Linked DNA regions of Mus musculus: region 2 is linked to region 1. A link is a contact called in public Hi-C data. All regions are on one chromosome and are shown on one strand. The core of a region is the stretch at or near the end of the contact, and the rest is flanking DNA. Distances in the headings are between cores, read along the strand shown.

What was found. Hi-C and Micro-C count contacts between places; a contact is called where the count stands out from the background.
Region 2: a Hi-C map of the N1E-115 cell line shows a contact between it and region 1, with 2.7 times the contacts expected there. The contact joins the enhancer-like site here to the promoter of Ap1s3 in region 1. A contact is called at or near these places in 2 of 484 Hi-C or Micro-C datasets (CD4 T cells and the N1E-115 cell line) and 5 of 115 datasets of contacts at active chromatin or transcription factors (CD8 T cells, bone marrow-derived macrophages, effector CD8 T cells and 2 more).

The regions. Positions count from the first base shown.
Region 1 is chr1:79,669,901-79,675,589 of GRCm38.p6, reverse strand. Ap1s3 (adaptor-related protein complex AP-1, sigma 3) reads left to right here and starts at 3,618. Exons shown (of 5, transcript NM_183027.2): 1 at 3,618-3,740. The coding sequence starts at 3,738.
Region 2 is chr1:79,558,782-79,563,905 of GRCm38.p6, reverse strand. No RefSeq gene overlaps it. Among named protein-coding and RNA genes, the nearest start is that of Gm24160, 47 kb to the right of the region's middle. Within about 2 kb of position 2,510, at least 36 of the 459 cell types and tissues checked have an H3K27ac peak or open chromatin away from gene starts, as enhancers often do. A contact at or near this core is called in CD8 T cells, the N1E-115 cell line, bone marrow-derived macrophages and 2 more, where this site is marked.

The sequences.
Region 1 (5,689 bases), core at 2,369-4,868:
GAATCTTCTCTGAGGTGAATGGGACAGTTGACCGAGTTCTGTTGGTTGATGGTCTTGATGCAGAACCAGGAATTAAAAAGGGAGCAAGACAGGTCAGGGCCCAGGAACTCAAGAGGCTGAGTTCAAGGCTGTCTGAGCTCAAGGTAAACTCAAGCAAACAGTGTCCTACTTAGGTTTCTATTGCTGGGATAAATACCATCATCAAAAGCAACTTGGAGGCCAGGCATGGTGGCATACACCTTTAATCCCAGCACTCGGGAGGCAGAGGTAGGCGGATTTCTGAGTTTGAGGCCAGCCTGGTCTACAAAGTGAGTTCCAGGACAGTCAGACACAGAGAAACCCTGTCTCAAAACAAACACAAAAGCAACTTGGGAAGGCAAGGGTTTATTTGGCTTATAGGTTACAGTCCATAATTAGGGGAAGCCAAGGCAAGAACTCAAGGAGAGTCCACTCCTTGTGTGCTGCTTCCTGCTTGCTCAGTTGGCTTTCTTATACATCCCAGGGCTATCTGACCAAGGATGGCATCTTCTATAGTGGGCTGCACCATTACTCATCAATCAAGAAACACATCCCTGGGAAGGGGGGAGTGGGGATAGGGGGTTTTCCGGAGGGGAAACGAGGAAAGGGGATAACTTTTGAAATGTAAATAAAGAAAATCTCTAATGAAAAAAAAAGCAAAAAAAAAATCTAATTGGTTAACAAAAAGAAAAAAAGAAAGAAAGAGAGAGAGAGAAAGAGAGGCAGAAAGAAAGAAAGAAAGAAAGAAAGAAAGAATGAAAAATATCCCACAGTCATTTTGATGAGACATTTACTCAGTTGAGGTTTCTTTACCCAAATGACCCTAGTTTGTGATAAGCAGACACACAAAACAAAACGAAACAAAACAAAACAAAACAAAACACTAGCCAGGACACTTAGTGAGTTCCTTTCTCAAAGTAAAAAGTAAGAAGAGGGCTAAGTATTTAGCTCAGTATATGAGCTCTTGCCTAACATGTGTGAGGTCCTGGGTTCAATCCCTAGTATTGAAAGTAGGAGGGAAGGAGGGAGAGAAGGAAGGAGGGGTGGAAGGAAAAAAGATGGTGTGGGAAAATCCAACCGAAACTGTAAGTTACTATGCAGTCTATTCTGGCATCTAAGAGAGGTGTCCCCTCCTCATTACTATGTGCTCAGTGCCTCTCAGGTCTCAGACTGGATCTTGATGTGTTTGTCCCTTACTAGCTGAGCGTGTCCTGGCTTTACCACCTAGAGCCTCAGGCATTCATCTGAAGAGTACAGGGGCACATTTCTCATTTTGATGGTTGATGAGATAACCTATGTAAAATGCTTAGCCCATTGTAGCCCTTCCCCTTAGCATGACTGGGTAAGCTGTGAGAATGTGGAAAGAAACTGTTTAGACATCAGAAGCCCAGCACAGTGTCCACTACCCATCTCAGCAGGGTCAGAGGGAAGGCAAAGAATGCTACTCACTTTTAAGTTAATGTCTATTCCCACCCTCTCCAACATGGGCCACACACTCGGGGGAACGTTCTGTTTCAGAATTTGACTTAAGTCTTAACTCACTGAGTTTTCTTTAGCTTTGAAGTTCTTCAGTAGTCCTACCTCTTTCCCACTATAGACAAAAAAACGTTGGAAACAGAAGGCTTTGAATGCTTTGCAATTGGCTCAGCAAAGGTGAGTGGTACACAGCGGTGCCCTGCACTAGAGAGAGGGCGAGGCATGATGGAAAGAGGTTCGATGAGATTATTACTGCAGCTAGGTGAAGCCGACGGCAGGGAGGCCTGGCCAGCACAGGAATTTAGAAAGGAAACTTTCTGATGTTCTGTTCCTTTATAATAGGCAAAATTACCCCACAGCCTGGGGTTTACTTCTAGTCATACAATCCTCTTCTATGTCCCGTCCCTGCAGATGTCACAACACAAGCTTAAAAGGAGCATTGGAGTATGTAGCAGCTGGGAACCTGGAGGCAGAGGGGTTTGTGGGAACCTGGGACTGGAGGCTGTAGATGCAGAGGTGCCTCTAGCTTGGTCTCCATGTTCCTCCCTATCCCTCGGATCTCCCTGGTACTGTGCCAAAGCCACCGAGGCTATCTTTGGGGTCTGTCCATCCAGGACAAGTCTTTTCCTTCAGTGTCCTGGCTTCTCTGTCAGAACAGCTTACCACCTCACCAGGGGGCAGTTTACCTGGCTTCCGGGTAATTTACAGTAGCTAATTTGTGTCTTGCTAGCCCAGCTGTTGGGGTCTCTTAGCATTTCCTGGGCTTTGTTGCAACTTGTATATCACCTATTGTTCTGTTGGGGACTGTGAGCACCAGTGACATCAGTGACATCAGTGCCCCCTCATTCATCACCAGGGCTCCCCCATAGGGCCTGGCATGAAGGAAAGGCATTAGTGGCAGGAATTCGGGAGCCCAGCTGGAGTTCTCTTTGCTTTCCTGTTCCTAGATGGGGGCTGGGGGGGCACGGGGTGTCTATATCCTGCAGATGGTTCAGATTAGATCCTGGAGAGGAATTCCGTCGACTTATGGGTCTAAGAGCCATTTAGACAAAGGTTAACCTTTAAGAGTCATTGTCTCTCTTTGGGTATATGGCGAAACCAGCCCATTCTCCCCAAATCAATCTGTGCTAAAACTCTGCTTAGAACTCGGAGACCTGGAGATTCTTTATTCCGGCTTAAAACTCCCCTAATTGTTTAGCCAATACCAAGTGGTCTGTCCTGAAACCATACACATAAGAGCAACACTAAAAGACCGAGCAGTAACACACACACACACACACACACACACACACACACACACACGCACACACACACCCCTAAAGAAAAAAGAAGCCACGATTTCAAATGAAACTGCGCCGGGGCAGGGTGGGTGGGTATACCTGGGGAAGAGGGGAATTTAAGGGAAGAAAGGGGAAAATGATGTAATTATATTTTAATTTAAATAACAAAACAGTCTAGGCCTAAAAATCAAGGGGAAGAAAAACAGCTGAAGAAAAACAAACACCACTCCCCCCCCCCCCGAGTTTCAGTACCTTAATGTAATAGAAAACTTTAAGCGGAGAGGGCTATGAATGTTCTTGAATTGCAATTTTGGTAAAAAGCAAAACAAAACTCAAGGGAGTGTGTGTGAAAACATTTTTCATGTATTTCTAGCTCTGGGAACTGCTCTCTCCCTGAGGTGTAGGGCCAGACTGCTTTTTACACTTTTCTCAGGTGTAAAGGCAAGCATCTTCTTTTGGCGGAAGGTCGCCAGTCCCATTCATGAAGCACACAACGTGGCAGCAGAAGAAGGATCGCAGACCCCAGACCAAAAGGGAAGCTGGGGCACCAGGCGCGGTCAGCGCAGAAGGTGCGCGCGCAGGTGTAAGCACTGCCCTGGGTGGGGCTAGCGGTGATGAGGGGCGTGGCGAACTGCGGGGTCCCCGTGGCGCAGGAGAGCAAAGGAAGAACCAGGGGGAGGAGGAGGGAGTGAGAAAGGGTAAAAGGGGGAGCTGGAGCGGGAGGCTTGTGAAGAGGCAGAGAAGGAGTGACACAATTTGAGGAAGCCAGGAGGAAGGTGTGTGGGAGGAGCGGAGGGGAGGAGCAGCCCGGTGCGGGGAGGAGTCTGCAAACTTTCAGTTCAAGGGCATTGTGGGAAGTAGCCATGGTCTGAGGCTAGCGCCTCACCTGTCAGCCGCCCGGGCTGCTACAGTCTCTTCTGGCCCTCGCATCCCGGGCAATCGCTGCTGTAGGGACCCGGGACCATGGTGAGTAGGGCTGAGCATCGTGATGGAGCTGGTCGAGGCGGTGCGCGCTCCAGGTGACACCTGCGGCTCCAGGGCCGAACACGCGGCTGGGGAGGGGGTACGCGCCTAACCTGGCTCTGGGTACCGCCGAGTCACAGGCGAGGGTGGCCCGGCTGCTCCGGACAGTGCAGGTCTCCCCGTTCCTGCGAGTCCCACGGACACCGGGCACCGCTCTTCATTCATTTCAGTCTCTTTCTCTGATCGCTTGGTCCGAGCCAGGCGCTGGGGATGTCGCGGGGGACCAGGTGCTTAACACTGGTAGGAAAGGATGCCTAGGGAAAGAGACGGTGATGGAATGGTGAAATAAAAATAACTTTCCAGAGCGAGGAGAACTCCCAAGCCTCAAGAAACCCGCCTGAGAGGTAATTTTTGATTTGGTGGCCTTTTTGAGGAAGTGACATTTGAGCTCCCCGAGGTGTTTTGGTAGAGCGCAGCAGTTGGAGGGGTGAGCGACTGTGAAGAGGAGAAATGAAACCCCGGTTTGTGGCTGGAGAGGCGGGAGGGATACCAGGTAGCAGTTCTTCATAAAGTAGAGTTTTGGGTTTTGATTCGCTCGAATTTTAACAGGAGTAGTGACCGTATCCATTCTACACTTCCTGAACCCTTTGATTGATGATGGAGAATGGACTGAGATGTGGGGGGGTGGGGGCGTGGGGTGGAATTCCTATCAAGATGAAAGCCCGGAGACCCGCTACACTCAGAAGTGGATATCCAGCTCTGGGTGGAAGCAATACCTGAGGTTTCTCTCGCGCTGGCTTTCTGCTGGGACAGTGACTAGTTTGGTAGCCTGTCCCACTTCCCTGGTTGTGCACACTTCCCAAATTCTCAGAGAAGTGACCTCCTGAAGGCACTCTCTGGATGCACGACAGAGAGCAGGTGACTTTAGAAAGAAGGTTGAGTTGGAGTAGTCCATTGCTGAGACACCCGGACAGATAGCCCAGAGGATGTCGGCAGGGTTCCCAGCGTGCCCATTTTTTGTTTGTTGAGGTAAATGCAGGGTGCAAAAAGGCCCCTGTAAATAACGGAGCAGCTCTCTTGGCTTGCTCAAGTTTCCCAAGGAACAAGGTACCCAGGAAGATAGCTCATTTGCCTAATGGAGGTGGGATGAAGGCTGGTTCCCAAGTATCTATGGAGCCCAAAGCTGCTTACTTCTTGAGGAAGGGGCAGGATTTGAGGTAAGGCCCTGAGTTCTAAACAGCACAAGGTGGGAGTTTTGTTTTTCTCCTCTCGTGTCAAATGACCTTCAGAATCTGGGAAGGTTCTCCAGCTTTCCCTCCAGTCCCTGTCCTCCTGTGTGTGTGTGCGGGCGCGCCTTGCTGTCCCTTGTCAGGAAATAGTGTTACTAGCACTTCTGGCAAAGCCAGCTCCTCCTCTCCATGATCTCCCGCCACCCTTGCAACCTCCAAACCAGGTGGTCATCTTTACCTGTGGCTGCTTGACCTCCATCTGGGTTTGTTCATTTGTTTAGTGGGATAGCAAACTGTTCCTAACTGATAGGACAGGTGTTCATTGGTGGCCTGGAAGCCCGGAAGGATCCCAAAGGGTTTATTAGCGGGTCATAAGATCAAACCCATTTTCATAAGGATGCTAATGCTTTTAATCTGCATTCTAAGGCTGTAGTGAAGGTTTTTTTTTTTTTTTTGAGTTCCAGTGTTTTGAAATATTAATAGCCCAACAAATCCAGCTGTCTTCTATTGGGCTAGATTCTATTGCCAAACTCTAATATGATGCTTCACGGCACCAATGTTCTTTCTCTTTCCCTCACACCCCGCCCCCTTTATTATTTACAACTGAATTAGTAAATACCTGAAGTTTATTCTTTTCTGTTTTGTTTTCTAACGCAGTAAGTATCACTGGCTCAGTAAACAGAAAATCTTTGGCGTTCTCATCGTCATGGAGACGCCCCAGGA
Region 2 (5,124 bases), core at 1,261-3,760, 110 kb after region 1:
ATCCAATTTCTATATCTAATATTACCTGTGTGGTCCATGGAGTACTACAGCAATGGCTGTTGATTCATCTGCTATACAACAATCCATTTCGTCTGGCTCAGGTTTAAGTCCCCATTGTTCCTTTCCAACTACAATCACCTCCTAAAATAAGACTATAGACTACAGACACCAGAGAGAAAGGCAGTGCTTTTACCTGTAAGGTTTGCTGACCCTGTTTCTAGAAACATACTTTATCAATAAGAAGTTTCGTTTATAATCTAAACAGGACCCTAAGCACACTGCTAAAGACAGGCCCCGAGCTAGACTTTAATGCTAGCAACCTCACTTCTTAACTGTGTGACATTGACAGTCTATGGTCAACTGTATTTTTATCCCATTCTCCATAACCTAGAGACAATTATACTTTCTTTATGTACTTTCAATGAAGACCAAATAAGTCAACGTATATTACAAAGTATTTAGTATAGTAGCTGGCACATATAAAAGCCTTCTAAATTATAGCTGCTGGAAGAAGCTTTAGTTATGAGGTATGTCGGTCCCTTCCTTGCCACGAAACTGTGTATTTATGTAGGGATGCTGGTTGTGGCTCCATTCTGGCCATTCCTAACAGATAATGTAGCAGAGTAAATTCTATGCTAGCCTCTGGCACTTCTTTTTTTTTCTTTTTTTCTTTTTTTTTTGTTTTTGGTTTTTTGAGACAGGGTTTCTCTGTGTAGCCCTGGCTGTCCTGGCACTCACTTTTTAGACCAGGCTGGCCTTGAACTCAGAAATCCGCCTGCCTCTCCCTCCCAAGTGCTGGGATTAAAGGTGTGTGCCACCATGCCCGGCTGCCTCTGGCACTTTTTCTTTCTTTCTTTCTTTCTTTCTTTCTTTCTTTCTTTCTTTCTTTCTTTCTTTCTTTCTTTCTTTCTTTCTTCCTTCCTTCCTTCCTTCCTTCCTTCCTTCCTTCCTTCCTTCCTTCCTCTCTCTCTCTCTCTCTCTCTCTCTCTCTCTCTTTCTTTTTTATTAGCCTGACTCTTTGCTGCTGGCTTTAAGTACCAGTGTTGTGCTTATAACTGGGCAATGCAGCTATGTTTTTGGGACTCAGCTGGACAAATGTGGAAGCTACTCTGGGAGGAGCAAGAGAGACATCAGCGAGTTTGGATGGAAACAAATGAAAGAAATGAACAGAGGCAGCAAAACACATTTTCTGAGACTGTTTGACCAGCTAATAAAAGTAGCTTGATAGTGACTAGTTTTATCATCAATCAACTAATTCAATTAGTTTTTTCTTGTGATGAGATCTATCTATATAGCTAGGCTGGAGTCAAACTTGAGATGCTCCTGCTTCAGCCTCTGAAGTACTGGAACTGCAGGTATCTGCCATTAGGCCTAATTTTAAAAGAATGCAATGAGGACTAAGAAATTTGGCATACTCCTTTTACTTTGTTGTCCTGAAAACAGATGAAAAGAGCCATGAAAGACAGGATGATAAAAGAATAGAATGATAAAGTAAGTTTGTAAGACCCCCAAGAGAGTTTTCCTAACTGTCTCCATGGTTGATAGGGTAGGAATGTCTCCATCAGAACTCACATTAAAATTAAAACCTCATTGGGACTTAATAAGAGGTTTAGGTCACCAGGACAGAGCCTTCATGAATGGGTTCATCCATTCACAGATTAATAGACAGGTAAGTTATTTCATCATTTCAAGAGTGGCTTTGTGATAAGATGGAGTTTGGCTTTATCTCTCATATGTACTCACTGTATGGCCTCCTTTTATTCTGAGGACCATTCCAAGAATACCTACCAACAAGCTGTCTACCAGAGATGGCCTCTCAGTTTTGGCCTACCAAGCTGCCAACATTGTAATAAAAAAATTCCCTTTATAAGTTGCCCTACCTCAGGCTTTCTGCTCTATTTTACAGAAGCAGAAAATAAACCAGGTCTTCCTTTGCTTTGAAACAGATGCTTATCCATCGCAAATTCTATTGTTTAAATAAATATAGAAGAACAGAATGTAAGAGAATTTAAGACTATCTTCTTTCTGAATGACTATTTTATATTTTATTGACTAAAATCATTAAACATTTTCTACACCCTAAGGAAGCACATTTTGTGATGTCGCCTGTTGCATAGTTACTGTGATTACTAATTTAAATGGCTAATTTGGCTTCTTCTGAACATATTGATTTATGTGCTCCTTAGGGAGAAAATCATAAATTATCTCATTGGGGTTAGATGGTTCCTGTCAGTCTAGTAAATTTCATGCTTAATACAGACATGTTTATCAGAAAAATCCAGAAGCCCATTAGAACTTCATGAGTTCTGAGAGTGAGGATCGTTGTTAGATTGAATCAAAAGCTATAGGATTCAGAAATGCATTGCATGTGGGAAAACAGCAATCTTAATGTTGCCATATGTTCACTGTCTTTGCTTCTCAGTTTCAAACAAACTCTAAGTCAGGTTGGCTGGATGTGAAGCCAGAGTTCAAACAGGCAAGCACACCAACCTGTGACTCATTTCCTTCCGTTTCTGACTCATAATTCTTCCTTGTTCATTCGGATCGAGGCAAAAGGTTTCAAGATAAACTTCCTTGAAGAGCTTGGCCTTCTTTTGTAAGGAGGCAGGGAGGCACTTAATGTCACTTCCATTGTTTTTTCAGATATGTATTGCCTTCGATGGGCAGCATTGTGACTGCCATTAAGTACTACCCACAGGGTTCAAGTCTCTTTTAGTTTCCATTCTTCCAAGCATATTCTCCATCAGTCTCCAGGATGACACATATTAACTTTCTTGGAACCAATCAGAAGGCCCTCTCTGTGGGAAACTAGTAAATCTGAGGTGACTATCAAAGTTTCCTTTCAATTTTGTTCCCTTTCGACGCTTCCTTTCCATTAGCTATCTGCCAGTTACCCCACCCACTTGGGAGATTCAGCTTGCGATTTCAGTGCTACTTTTCTCCTTTCTTGTATCCTGATGTCCCAGTGCCCGCCAGATTAGTTGCAGAGCAGGGCTGATAGAACCATTCCTAAAGGAACACGGCAGTTGAACTGAAAACAAAGAACAGATGTTGAAGTAGAAAGCTCGGATTCACTGTGTAACCAGAATGTATAAAAGGCATTATCTTGATGTCTATGGGCAAACTTAATTACCCTATCTCAAAATCATGTCTTCTATTTGGAGAAAAAAAAAAAAACTTAGGAGGAAATTGGGTTGAGAGAACAGGAAATAAGTTTATGTAACTGGGGACTTTGAAAGAAGCCAGTTCTGGGGGAAGAAGAGAAAGCTCACTGAGTAAAGAAAGCCTGCTGTGTAGTCTTGAGGACCTATCTGAGTTTGGAACCTTAGCACCCACATGAAAGTTGGTGAGGTAGTATGCACCTATAAACCCACTTGTCCACAGAGGATGGACAGAGACAGATGCATCCTGGATGCTCAGTGACCAGACAGTGTGGCCCAGATGTAAGCTCAAAAACCAAGTGTAGCTCAAAAACTAAGGTGGAGACCAATAACAAAAGGCATCTGAGGGTGAACTCTGACCACTCCTCCTCATATGCTCAGCTGATTGCCAATGCAGATATATTTAAAAATAAAAAAAAAAGAAGCCAACTCTAAATTGGAGTATATTTTTAATGGTGCTTTCCTGTAACGAACAATGTATTCTTAGCCAGAGTGAATTGGACTTGTAAGAACTAAGCTCAGAGAAAACATAGAGCCTTAAGTTCAAGACACTGTCCACCTTGGCTTATCCTAGAGGTCAACACAAGATCAGTTTGAAGGAAACCTCCCATAGTGTCTCTTACGGAACACAGGCAGCTTTATTTAGTGAGGATTTCAAATCCTCAGCTAACAACAATCAGAAGCATATAGCAGGGGAAGGTGGAATTGCACACTTGGTCTTAAGCATAGTCTGTCAACGTAGCTTCTTTTTGACAGCACTGTAACAAACAGTGATGTTTAGCAAGTCCATTTTAGAATATGCTAGAAGTAAAGAAGATAAAAGTATAGGGGTCAGGGCATATCCTATCAATAAAGGAAGTGGATTGCTACCCTGCCCCAACCCAGTCCCAAGGATTGCTTCCACTGAAGCTTGTATTTAACTGTGCCTTAAATAGTGTGGGTACAGAAGGTCACCTAATGCTAGTATCAGATATTAGGGGACACAGTGAAGGCACTGAAAGAGTCTATATTTGCTCTTTCTGAATTGCTCCCAGAATCTTCTCCATCAAAGGGAGTGTCTCTTCTGGTCTAGGTGGATGCTGTGCTATATCCTTGGTAATGAATTCTTGTGACATGCTGTGAATAATTTCTTGCCTTTGCAAAATGAATGGTTTTTCCTCTTGTGATGACTCAAAGCAATCTCTTCACTTTTCCTTAGTGATTCTGATATTGATAAGAATCTAGTTTATTTGTTGTAAGTCCCAGAGGTCAGCTCACAGTGTTCTTCAAAGTGAGTCATAACTGAAAGTTAAATGCATTACCCAGTCCTTAATGAGAAAGTGGGTGTGAGATCTCTCTGTAGTTCATATGATTCACAAGAAATAGATGAAAAGGGCTTGTGGAACAGTATCAATGCGACTGACTGTGCCTTCTCTCCGTAATTACAAGACCCCAATCTTCTTTGGGCTCATACAGTCAATGAAAAATCAGTTCCTGTGGCAAACCATCTCACTTAAATGCATGAGTCAATAACTGGAGCGCCTGAGCATCTTTCAGCTGCAGGAATGATAATTTTTACTTTGCAATTTTATTTGGAACATAGGACATCCTAAAAAGTTTCCAGGGTCTTATATTACTGTGGGATTGGCACCTACAGCAGGTGATTGACCTGATGTTAGCATCTGGGAACCTGAGTGGGAAAAATGTTGGAAAATCTTATCAAGATGAGTTGAAACTTCTGGTTTCTTTGGAAACTCAGTTGTGTCACGTGATGTTTTTCTGGAAGCTGTCTTGTGAGAGGATGTTTTGCTGAAACAAATGCTTGAGAATACGTGTGATGTTTAGAAAGAATATAAATATAATCCCACAGAGAGCACTCTTTATTTTAATAATTTATTTTTATTTCATACGTATTGGTGTTTTGCCTGAATATATGTCTGTGTGAGGGCATCATATCTCCTGGAACTGGAATTATAGATAATTG